Regions from separate parts of the Columba livia genome. Here region 1 is linked to region 2. The links are chromatin contacts, called in public Hi-C maps. All regions are on one chromosome and are shown on one strand. Each heading gives the region's core, a stretch centred on a gene start, on an enhancer-like site or on the middle of the called end of the contact. The rest is flanking DNA. Distances are from core to core; before and after follow the strand shown.

The links. Hi-C and Micro-C count contacts between places; a contact is called where the count stands out from the background.
Region 1: a contact with region 2 is called in a Hi-C map of liver, with 5 times the contacts expected there. The contact joins the promoter of TMCC1 here to the enhancer-like site in region 2. A contact is called at or near these places in 2 of 2 Hi-C or Micro-C datasets (crop and liver).

Annotation. Positions count from the first base shown.
Region 1 is chr10:22,770,968-22,776,657 of bColLiv1.pat.W.v2, forward strand. It overlaps TMCC1 (transmembrane and coiled-coil domain family 1), which reads right to left and starts at 2,679. Exons shown (of 5, transcript XM_065074774.1): 1 at 2,542-2,679; 2 at 1-136.
Region 2 is chr10:22,702,031-22,707,901 of bColLiv1.pat.W.v2, forward strand. TMCC1 (transmembrane and coiled-coil domain family 1) reads right to left here. Exons shown (of 5, transcript XM_065074774.1): 4 at 4,990-5,125; 5 at 1-2,684. The coding sequence ends at 2,370. Among named protein-coding and RNA genes, the nearest start is that of PLXND1, 24 kb to the left of the region's middle. Within about 2 kb of position 3,676, at least 1 of the 3 cell types and tissues checked has an H3K27ac peak away from gene starts, as active enhancers do.

The DNA of each region.
Region 1 (5,690 bases), core at 1,429-3,928, 68 kb after region 2:
CACAGGAAACAGGGAAGTCAGAGGAGGGAAGGAGGCAGTTTATCGGCTTCTACATTTGCAGGCCTCTATAGTCAGTAGTGTAGGTCATTTCCAGAGTAAATCTTGGCAACAATGCTTCTTTGTAGAGGAGAAAGACCTGCCAAAATGAACAAGCATAGTAAGAAACACCATCACTATCTGATAAGTAACAAAACAACACCACAGATCCAGCATCTCCTTCAGAGAAAGTAACTCTTATTTGAAATATGAGGTTTCTGCTAGCTTTGACATATTTAAAGTCAGAAGCAGCCTCTGAATTTACCTCCTATTCTGAGTACTTTTACCTAATAAACTGTCTCAAGGAGGAAAATACTCTAAGGATTCACACAATGTTCGATCATAACAGAGCCTTGTTCCAGCCCAAACCTGCAGCTCCTCAGACACCTTGATGTTCACCGTGTATTTTCACCAGGAACGTCTGTGTGACCACTGTCCGACTACTGAGCTGCCGTTCGAAATAAGAACCAACAGAGTGATGAAGTCCAGCAAAGCAGGGATACAGGGTACATACCAGGGCCTTTCCCGCACAGCGCCAACATGCCGGAGTGCTGGTGTACTTCTGAATCTATTTAATTGGGATGTAAGTTAAGAAAATGTAAACTCTTTGGGGCAGAGACCTTCTGCTGCGTGTTTGCATTTCACACAGTACGGCAGATCTGGGTTCCAAATCAAAGCTGTTCAATGTTGTTGTGATACAAGCCTTTGTACTTCTGGTACAACAATAGATTCTTCTTTACAAATAAAAAAGGTCACCTAGTTTTGCATTATCATAAACTGCTTTTGAAAGTATGGAGAGATTTCACTTAGCAAAAAAGACATTTAACTCTAGACAATTACTCGTATCCTTGTTTTCCTTCTGTGACCGTTTTAACATCCTTGGCTGGATTAATAGTTTAAATATTTGGAGTTTACATTCAACCTTAAAGAATCAGTTCACTGTGCTGTGACACCATCCAGCATCAACTATTTAGGGGTTTTAAGAATTTTAAGTATTTAAACCACACCAAACTACTCACTTCCTAGCAGCGCTGACAAATCACTGCCACCTTCACGCTGCGTTTCACTCACCTATCATCCCTTCTCGCAAAGCTGTTTATCCGCTATCAAAATTGTGTTGAGTTCACAGAACCCCCGAGGGCTGAGGCTGGCAGGGGCCTGTGGGGACCGCCCGCCCAGCCCCCAGAGCTCGCCCCACAAACCACTGCAACGAGTCTCACTGCTGGTACTGAAATACCACTTTCTCACCTGAGAGAGTCACCACTCGCGTCCCCATCACGAGGGTACGACCTCCTCTGTAGGCAAAGGAGCAGCACCCAAGCGTGCCGCAGCGCTCAGCGCTGCAGGACGGACACAGCAGACCCGCCAGCCGTGCTTCAGGGCACAGAGCAGTCCCTGAGCAGCACAAGGGCTGTGAGCCGGGAAGCCCCACTGTCCCCCAACAAGAGAGGGGACAGAGTTCCCCAGCACCGAGACAGCAACAATCCTCCAGCCAGTCCGCCTGCCCTTCCACACCTCCAGACAGAAAAACAATCTGTCCACGGAGAAGCACCATCCTGTTGACTAAACACGAGGCTAAGGCAACACGTTACTGTTGCTGAAGCAGGAGCAGCGAGGACAGCAGGGCCTGCTCCCCAGGACCAGGACGTGAGCACCACAACAGCCACAGCTGTACCCAGGTGTGTGTCATCAAGGGCTCCCAACGCACAGAATCATCTCAGCTGAAGGTCTGTGGGGACGGACGCTGCCCCGACACAGCGGTAACGTTACTCTCTTCCTTGCACACACTTCTACTCAGACCGGCAGCCTCAGTTCACCTCCCCCCGCCCATACGCCTCCTCAGTGCAAGCGCTGCCCCAGCCCGCTGCAGGCGCCCTCCTGTGCCGGGCACAGCCCCGGTGCCGCAGCGGCGGTGGCTGACGCCCCGCGGCGTTTGGCGCTTGGACAGCTCGGCGGCCGCTGCTTACCGATGAGGCTCCCTAAGGGCCCGTCTCCGAAACTCCGCTTCTAGAACGGCAAAGCTTGAGCTCACTTACATGTCAGCACAATTAAGTAATTAGTATCTTAATTATCTCATACAAGACAGCTAAAGTGAGGAAGAACAGGTGGAGAATACACCCAAACTCATCTCAAACACCAGTGCGGTCAGACGCATCCGCCGCCTCCACAGCCCCGACCCGCGAACCGGCGGCGCCGCCGCAGCCGCAGGGATGGACACACCGGCCCGGCGGCTTCGGGCCTCCCGGCGCCGCCAGCGGCCCCGCCGCCCCCCGGCTGCACCCGCGGCCCGGCCCGCCGCGCCGCCCCGTCCCCGCCGCTGCCGGCAACGAGGCCCGGGAGCCGGAACGGGCCGGGACGTGGTGAGGGGCGGGCGGCCCCGAGGCCGCTGGGCCGCGGCCCCCCCCGGGGCTCCGAACCGGCCCCAGGAAAACGGGGCGGGGTGGGGCGGGAAAGCGCGGCCGAGCACCGGGCCTGGCGGCGGGGGAGGCGCCCGCGCTCACTCACCGGCCCGCGGAGCGTCCGAGCGCGGCCGCGGCGGCCGCTCCATCCCCGCGCGCCGCCACACCGGCCGCGCGCGACGTCAGCGCGCAGCCTCGAGGGGCGGGGCAGGGCGCGCGCGACGACGTCAGGCGGAAGGGGCGGGACAAGAGACCACGCCCACTCTCGTCACCTCTCTACGCCGCGCAGCCGCGCCCCCCGGTGGAGCCACGCCCCCGGCGGAGCTCCGCCCCGGCGGCCGCTGCGCGCGGCGTTGATGCCGTTGTGACGCCACGGGCGCGCGCGGGGCTGCCCCGCCCAGCCGCCCAGGAGCCGGCGGCCGCGCTCCCCGGCGCTCCCCAGCGCTCCCCGGCAGCTGCTCCCCAGCAGCTGCTCCCCAGCGCTCCCCGGCGCTCCCCGGCGCTCCCCGGCGCTCCCCGGCAGCTGCTCCCGCTCCCGGCTCTCTCGGGAAGCGCGCTACCGGACACCGCAGCCCGTCCCGCTGCCCCGTGGAACAGCGTTACCCGCCGAGCGCACCTGACTCGATGAGAAACTTGTCTTGATCTGTATCTGTCCGATGCGATTAATGTATCCAGCCTCAAAAACAGTTGGAATTTTTACAGCTTGCCTTTTATTCCAAGCCAGTGCTCGTTACTTTTTACATATTTTCGCATAAAGCTCAAGAATTTATGAACGCAGCCCCTGTGTTTCCCGCCGCCCGGCTGCTCCACGCTCCCGCTCCCCGCAGCGTCCTGGCGCTCGTCAGACCGTGTCCCCCCTCCTCCTGTCCTAAGCTGAATAACCAAGCGCATGAGCACAGGTGAGACTGACCCGAAGGGACCCCGACCGGCGGAATTTCACCGCCGAACTGCAGAGCACGATGTAAACAAACAGCACCTATGGGCGCGTTTATAGTCAAAACATTTATTAATTCAATTTTTTCTTATGAATTAATAACAAACATCCAAGTAATAACAAGTTGTTAGTGTTAGATCTCCAGTTGACATTAAATTTGGCTTTAAGCACAAAAGCCTCATAACTACCACATGACTAAAACCAGCAGATTCAAAAGTTCACAGGAAATCTGTGGTTTTAGAAAACAAACAGAAGTGATGAACCAGGAAGCCACGGAAGTAATTAGAGTACAATTATCCCCCTCTGCAGGTTCTGGCTGCTGATGTTTTGGCTTATTAACTAGATTCTTTATTTATATGCTTTCTAATAGGACTTTCTGCAATATATTTCTACATATTTGATCTTGTACTGAGCAATTAATTTTCAAAAACTATTTTACATTCACTAACTCAAAGAGGGGAACACTGAAATTCTACAAATAGTTCATGAGATGGCTTTTATAGCCCAGCTCTGTAGCACCTTCTCGTCCTCAGAAGGGCTGGAGCCACGGGGCCGGGTGTCCGCGGGGCAGGCAGCGCGGCGGTCCGGCGCAGCCCAGCTCTGCACGCCCGCGCGTGTCGTGGACAGGAGCCCGCACCTGTCACGGGCACTGTTTGCACACCTACCTGAGCTACCGCTGCGGCGGAGCCGCGGAGTCTCCGCTGATCCATGAACCAAGTTACACTCAGTGCACTCCTCCCACAGGGGAGGACACTTTGGGCCTGGCTGGTGTCTGCCCCACGCAGCGCCGTGCCGGCGCAGACCCGGCGTCCTCCCGCCCGCTGCCGTCCACGCGGGCAGTCCCGTCACGGACGGGGCTGGAACCGCAGCTCGGTGGGGCTGCAGCTCAGGGGGGCTTGTGCTTCTTCCTGCGGGTGCACTGATGAGATTCACCTCCACGCCTTCCTCCACGCGTGACTCAGAGCACCCTGCTCGGTTCGCACGGTGCCGCCCTCGGTCAGTTGGCCGGGCCCCTCACTGAGATGAGCGTCCCCACGCTGTCCATAGGAACCGTTTTGCCTCCAGATGTTTGGGGGTTTGTTTGGCCCTGTCCTTGTATAATTTTTGCTCTTTCAGTATGGAACTGCTGGAAAGAATCCAAGTAGCAGACTGAAGATGGGCATGAAATAACCAGATGAATTGAATGTAATGGACTGATAAATCACATCCAGATTAAATCTTAGTTCTTCAATCTGCAGCCACTATAGAAACTAACCCGGCCTGAGGGCTGCGATCCCAGTTCAGAAGCACCAGCAGGCAGCAGCTGCGTTGCCAGAAAGGGTGAATAAGGGCTTGAGCCAGCAGGGAGCTTGTTGCAGAGAGAAACAGAGCTCAGGAGGGCAGTTCTGCCGAGAATGGTGACACGTCTTTGCTGATCTGACCTGGAAAAAATGCACCTTTAAATTCAGCATCAGCTCTCAAGGAGGCTTGGTTCGTTCTGTGGCTGCCGTCCCCCGAAACCTGATCCACATGCACTCGACAACTTCGTCCCTTCTGGCTCAGCACCAGACGACATGGCTACGTTGCAGCTGCCTGCCCACGTGCCTGTGATCCAGCCCATTTCGCAGTGTTCTCACAGTGAGGGAATTATTACTAAGACATGTAATTCAGCACAGGCCTGTTTGGCCACCACGTGCCATGCTTAGAGTCAGACAAGGCTTGAATTCCTGTCTCACGAGAGAAAGGAAACCAAAGCTCAGTTCCTTACAGGTAAGAAAGAGGCCCTGAAAATCCCCAGGTGTGTTCTTTCCTCTGACTTACCTGCCATTATGTCAATTGGACTCCGTATTCAGCAGTCTTCCCATTTTCCTGCTGTGGGACAGCTGGCTGGTCACGGCCCGTGCCTGTGCCCTGGGGCCCCCGTGGCCGTGGGCATGGACAGGCCCATGGGCACAGCCCTGGGCTCGCAGCCACTGTCGCTTCATGTGTAATATTGCATGCAGAAAGAGTAATTCAAGTAACTCGTACATGCAAGCACAAAACTAGGCCTGCACATTTGAATATGTAATGAGGTAATGCACACTGAAAGACAGGAGAATCATTTTAAAGCTGTTCAGGTAAATAAGCTACTGCTCTCTGACAAATTCCACCACACCAGCAGTTGCCTGAGACCAGGAGGAACCTGTAGCCGTTCTTTGAAAATAAGAAATAAAGCAGAACATTGAACCTCACCTGCAAATACAACGGCAGCGGCTCTGGCGTGTCTTTAGCCCTCACTGGCATGCTCTGGCAGCAATGTCCGCAGCCATGAGAACGTGGCTTCTGCTACCAGGGCAGGAGTA
Region 2 (5,871 bases), core at 2,426-4,925:
CTGCGATCAAAGCGCAGAACAGCAGAGCATGAGGGTTGTTTTTCAGAAATAAAGGCACCCAAGCTGTTCAGTTATGAGCCAAATCAGTTCTTACTGTTATTCACACCTTTGTTTCCGACAAAACACATGTAATGGGAAGGCGATGGTTACCCCTGTGACTTGGATCAGCCAGAGAAGGGTGGTGAACAGAACAGGGCTTTGCTGGAGCCAGGAGCGCGGTCTGGGGAGGGAAGGTCTACACAGCCTCTGCTGTCCAGCTCTGGAAAGCAGAATCATTCTTGGCTCAAGTCAGTTGCTACTGGCAATCTGTGTTTTAAGCAGAACGGCAGATCAGTGCACGCGTGACGGGATGAGCTGGATCCCGGGGGGGTCCCTGAGGCTCCTGCTCCATGGGAAGCCAGGCGGACTGGAGGCGGAGGGACAGCTGAGCGCTCACCTGCGCTGGCCCCCAGACAGCCCGGGGCGCTGACCCAGCCCGAGGGAACGCAGCAACCCGAACCTGCATCCCAGGGCTCACATGGGTGTATTTGGTGTACACGTTCCACATACATCCATGTCTGATTCCAGCTGGTTTACGTCACCTGGGCAACAATTGGCTCCCAGAGGGAACTTAAGCCTGGAAGGAAGGAAAACATAAGATGTAACTAAACACCATCACTGGTTTTGAAAGAGAATCCCGGAGTGGTTTTGGATTTCATGGGGAAGGAAGCTGAATCTTGGCGCTGTTGTGGTGAGCGGGACACCAGGTACAGGACACAGGTACTGCCTGCACCAGCGGGTCCCCAGCAGGAGCCTGGGGCTGGGACCCAGTTCCACCCGACGCCAAAGGGACCCGCGACGAGTGCACCCGTGCGGGAGGAGGGTCCCGAAGCCAGGGACGAGGATGTTCCCAAAGCTGGGACGAGGAGTGTCCCAAAGCCGGGGACGAGGAGGCTCCCATGGCACAGACGCGGTGCACAGAGACCTCGGAACAGACACACAGATGATCTTGCTGGAGCTCGACAGGAGGAAAACTTTGGTTTCAATTTGTAGGGATTTATTTAAAAATTAAATCAGAGATATTTCTGAGACAAGAATTCGTTTAAGTGAACTGTTGATTCGGAATTTCTTTCCTTGAAAGAACCTGCCTTGGCTGGGAAGGAATGAAGAGAAATTTCTTATTCTTATCCTGAGGCCAGGAGTGAGAGATGACATGGAAATGAGAGATATAAACACACTCTCCTTCACATCTGGAAACAGAAAAAAACCCTGCACGACAAAAAGGTGTGGAGAAGACAGATGTTCTTCTCGACGCTGCATCTGTACGCCCGGGGCACAGACGATGGCAGACGAATGGCGCTGCGCTGCAGACAGGCTGGACCGGGAAACCTCTGCCCTCCTCAAACTGCTTCGGGACAAGACAGCTCACAATTATTCACGCGTTTCTTCATTTAAAAAATCACTTCTTTATTTAAAAGGAAAAAAAAAAAGCAATGACCCTCCCAACTCCCTCCAAAAAAAATACCCCAATAATAATAATAATTATAATAAAAAATCCTATTAGAAACAATAAGGAAGCACTGAGAGTTTGAGTATTACACTCTTCAAGTATGCTGTTTGGATTTTTCTTTAATCTGTGAATATACATATATTAAAAAAACCTTAAAAGTGCGACCAAGGGCTTCTGCTTAAAGGTAAGTATGTCAAGGACTACTTCAAAATACTGTAGCACGACCGTGCAGTTGCTGCGTGCGCAAGAGGCTTCCACTGCCCACGCCGGCAGAACCGGCGGCCTGGAAACGTTACCGCGAGCCAGGGCAGCGGGACCGGTGACGCTGCCGCGGGGCTGGGACAGAGACCCACACGCTGTCGTCCTCCTCGTGTCGAGGACAGAAACCACTCTGAGCGCACACGTTTGGACACGGAATGTGAGCAGACTTCACAGTACGGGTTTAGTGTTACAGGTTTGCTGTGGTACCATCGTTCGAGGCTGTGCACCAGATTTAGCTTTGCCCGTCTTACGCTAATCACGTTCTCCTCCTCCTGACAGGTTTGGTACAGTAGTTCGAGCCACAATTTAAACTGCCCATTGGTATGCTCCAAATTTCTGTATTTTATTTCTTTTGTACACTTTAAAGAATCTTAAGATTTGCATTCAAAGAGAACCATGCTACATAAAAATTATCCAGGATTCTCGCCAAAAAGAGTTCTTGAATAAAATCTAAAAAATACTATTGCAATGCATCTCGCAGAGAAAAAACGTTATTCTAAATGTAAACAAATTCACTCGGACACTTAAAACTTCAGCAGAGGAGCTGCTGACTAATCTTTGCCACGCTTGCTCACCGAGGGCGCCAGGAGGAGGGCGCCGCAGCCCATTCCCGCTGCCATCATCTGGGGGGAGACAAGAACCGTTCCAAGTAGCCGGAGATGGCGTCCCAGTGCTTCCACAAAAAGGCAATGAAAACCACGATAAATAAAGTGCTGAACGTCCTATTGCGAGTCTTCATGAGGGGCACGACGCAGTTGGCCACGGTGGAGACGAAGACGAGGAGCACGGCCATGACGGCCAGGAGGATGTTGATGAGCTTCCCCAGCAGGTTCCGGGCCGTGGCGTTCTCCAGCCCCTCCAGCTGCACCACCTGCTGCTGCTGCTGCTGCAGCTCCATCTTGGAGATGCGCGTCTGGCAGGCTTCCAGGGCCTCCTGTCGCGAGAGCACAGCGCTGGGCGGCCGGCACGCCTGCCCGCCAGGGACAGCATGGGGACAGCATGGGGACAGCCCGGGGACAGGCATGGGGACAGCATGGGGACAGCATGGGGACAGGCATGGGGACAGGCATGGGGACAGCCAGGGAGACAGCCCAGGGACAGGCATGGGGACAGCATGGGGACAGCATGGGGACAGGCATGGGGAACCGGCATGGGGACAGCCAGGGGGACAGCCCAGGGACAGGCATGGGGACAGCATGGGGACAGGCATGGGGACAGCCAGGGGGACAGCCCAGGGACAGGCATGGGGACAGCATGGGGACAGGCATGGGGACAGCCAGGGGGACAGCCCAGGGACAGGCATGGGGACAGCATGGGGACAGGCATGGGGACAGGCATGGGGACAGGCTGTGGACAGCCCGGGCTGCCCCTCGGCTGGGCCGGAGGGGCCGTGCTCCTCGCACCCCAGCAGCCCCGCGGCCCCAGCGCGGGTGCGGGCGCACAGATGGAGCCATCGCCAGGACAGGGCGAGGAGCCCCGCGGGCTGCAGGCTCGGGGACGGCCTGAGGGACACACAGTGCTGTCCCCAGCCTGCACAGCTGTGGAATGGCACCAGCACCACCCCGGGAGAAACCGTGAGGGCTGCAGGAAGGAGACGGCCAGGAGAAGGGTAAGGAGAGGGAGGTCTATGGAACTGCCTCTAGGAAGAGGCAAAGCAAAAGTACGTGGGAGGAGATGACTACCCTGTACAAACACCTCTAAAGCACCACTGACCCAGGGGTGAATGTTCTCAGGCCTTTTCACCACGCTGAACCTCCAGCCGACCAGCCCACCAGCAGCACACCCCCGGCCACACACACGGAGGGTTTTTAAGGTAATTAATGCAATGGGACACTTCTGCTCTTGGAGGTACAAAGTTACAGTCTCCATTAATCCTCCTCAGAGATGCTTTTCTCAGCCCTAAAGGCCTGAGACCTGGAGGCCAACTTGGGGTAACACCCAGAGATCACTGCGCTCCTGCCTACAGACTGAGCTCTGTCTGTCCCTCCGCAGCGTCCCACCGCGCTCCTAACTAGTTCTGTATGCAAGAAAACCTTTGCTTTTTCCATGGCAATGCTGAGGAATCGTCTGTCCCAATTTGCAAGTTTACACTGAAAGTGCTGAATCATAAAGATTCAAAAAAGCTATTAAGAAATCCCCATTTCAATTTAAGTTTTCAACCTAACTTCTGCCTGCTGTGTGAAATTACAGAGGAGAACAAAACCCGAATATTGTAACACTGCCCCAAGGGAGAGCCTCCTGTTTACTGTGTCAGAGGCCACGGCCCCCTGTGCACAGACACTGATTTATTTTAACTAACTTAAAGGTCATTGTCTCCTGTTACATTTCTCTGCCATTGCATCATATCTGGGGAGGTCAATGAAACACGAGGGCTCCTCTTCAGTCAGGGCCCCTCGCAGTCCGGGTGCAGCCCCTCAGCCGCCTGTGGCTGCCCCGGCGGCGGGATGGGGACGCGCCCCGGACTCGCGGCTGCATCTGAGCGTCCCCGGCCCACAACCCTCTGCTCACGCCTCAAACATCTCACGTCAGCACCCGAAACCGAGACGCCTGCTAAAACCAGCACAAGTGTCCAAAAGGGACGATCTCCCTGTCTGAAACAGGCCTTTGTTTGTAACGTTCAGAGGCTGCTCACATCATTTCCCAGGTCTTCTGCTCTGCGGAAGACCCTCCAACCTCATCATTTCTGTTACCATAGCTTTGGTCTTTTACATACTGAAAGAAACTTATCTTTTAAAACACATCTCCTTATTTGGGCAAAACCAACAGAAATAATTGTTTCCCGACTCAATGCGGTGGACGCACAACGCATTTTTCCTTAGACATATGTGGCTGTGGCTCTAAAATTAGCGACACAGAAACACACCCCAGGGTCACTTTCTGGGAACGCTACTGTAAAAAACGTCCTTGGGTGGCGGCCTGTTCGTTTCTAATCCGCTACAAACCCTGCGCACAAAGCGGACGCAGGTTTCCCGTCTGCCGTAGCCCGGCACGGGCTGCGGAGCGAGCGGGCGGCCCTTGGCAGCCCCCGCGCGGCGAGGGGCACGGCCCTTGGCAGCCGCCGCGGCACGGGCACCGGCCGGCCGAGGTGGAGAAAAGGCCCTTGCAGAAGTCTCCAATACGCAGCTTAGCAATAAAACTACAAGGGTGAAAGCCAAACATTGCATCACAGAAGCATTTCAAAAGCGGAGGAGTTAAGAAAGAGCGGGGGGAAGGCGGGACCGAGAGTCCCTGTCACCCACCTGGATGTCCCGCGCGCGCTCGTAGGACTGGTAGGCGATCTTCTCCTCCATGCTGGCCAGCTCCTGCTTCAGGTTGAGGATCTCGTTCTGGTGGAGCTCAGTCAGGTCATTGAGCTGCTCTTCCAGTCGTTCACATCTACAAGTGACACACAAGGCACAGCAGCTTTAACGAGGGTGGCAAAATCGCCCCAGTGAACACGACGGACGTTTCACTGCGAACTGGCGTGGCTGCCCCAGCCCTCCCAACAGCACGCGCGGCAGCGCTGCGGCCCCTCGCCGGGCACCACGGAAACCCTTTCTGCCAGGTGAGGTCACGTTAATCCTCCTTCTGTCCTGAGGAAAACACACAGACCGGTTAAATGGCAACTGCCAAGCCATGCGATCAAGGACAGAATTAGAATACAATGCGTCATTACCCAAATTTTTGTTTAAACTAGTTCCGTTCTAATACCATAAGCTCTTACACATTTTTACCCACACTTGGACTAGTAACGGACATAAAAATGGCACAGCGATCAAACGTGACCCGTGTCTCCTTCACGTGTGCGGTCACATGGATATCTTTGACTTATTTTTTCTTTATCTCCATGATTCAGCTCAACTAGCAAAGATCATCATATTATTTATCTGGAGGGCACACGAATCATTAACCTGCAGGCTTACCTTTCAGTTTGCCACCGGTGAGCAGGCCGGGAGCAGGGAGGGGAGGACTGCCCAAAAAAGAGGTACGGCAGTTCTGAGACACACACGTTTGTTTCCCATTGAAGGAGTTTTCAATTGACTTCAACGGTAACTCCCTGACGTTAATTGAGCACTTTTAAAATACACTAGGGATACTTTGCATTTGTATGTAGCACTTCCTTTTCGGATTTTCAAGTCCAA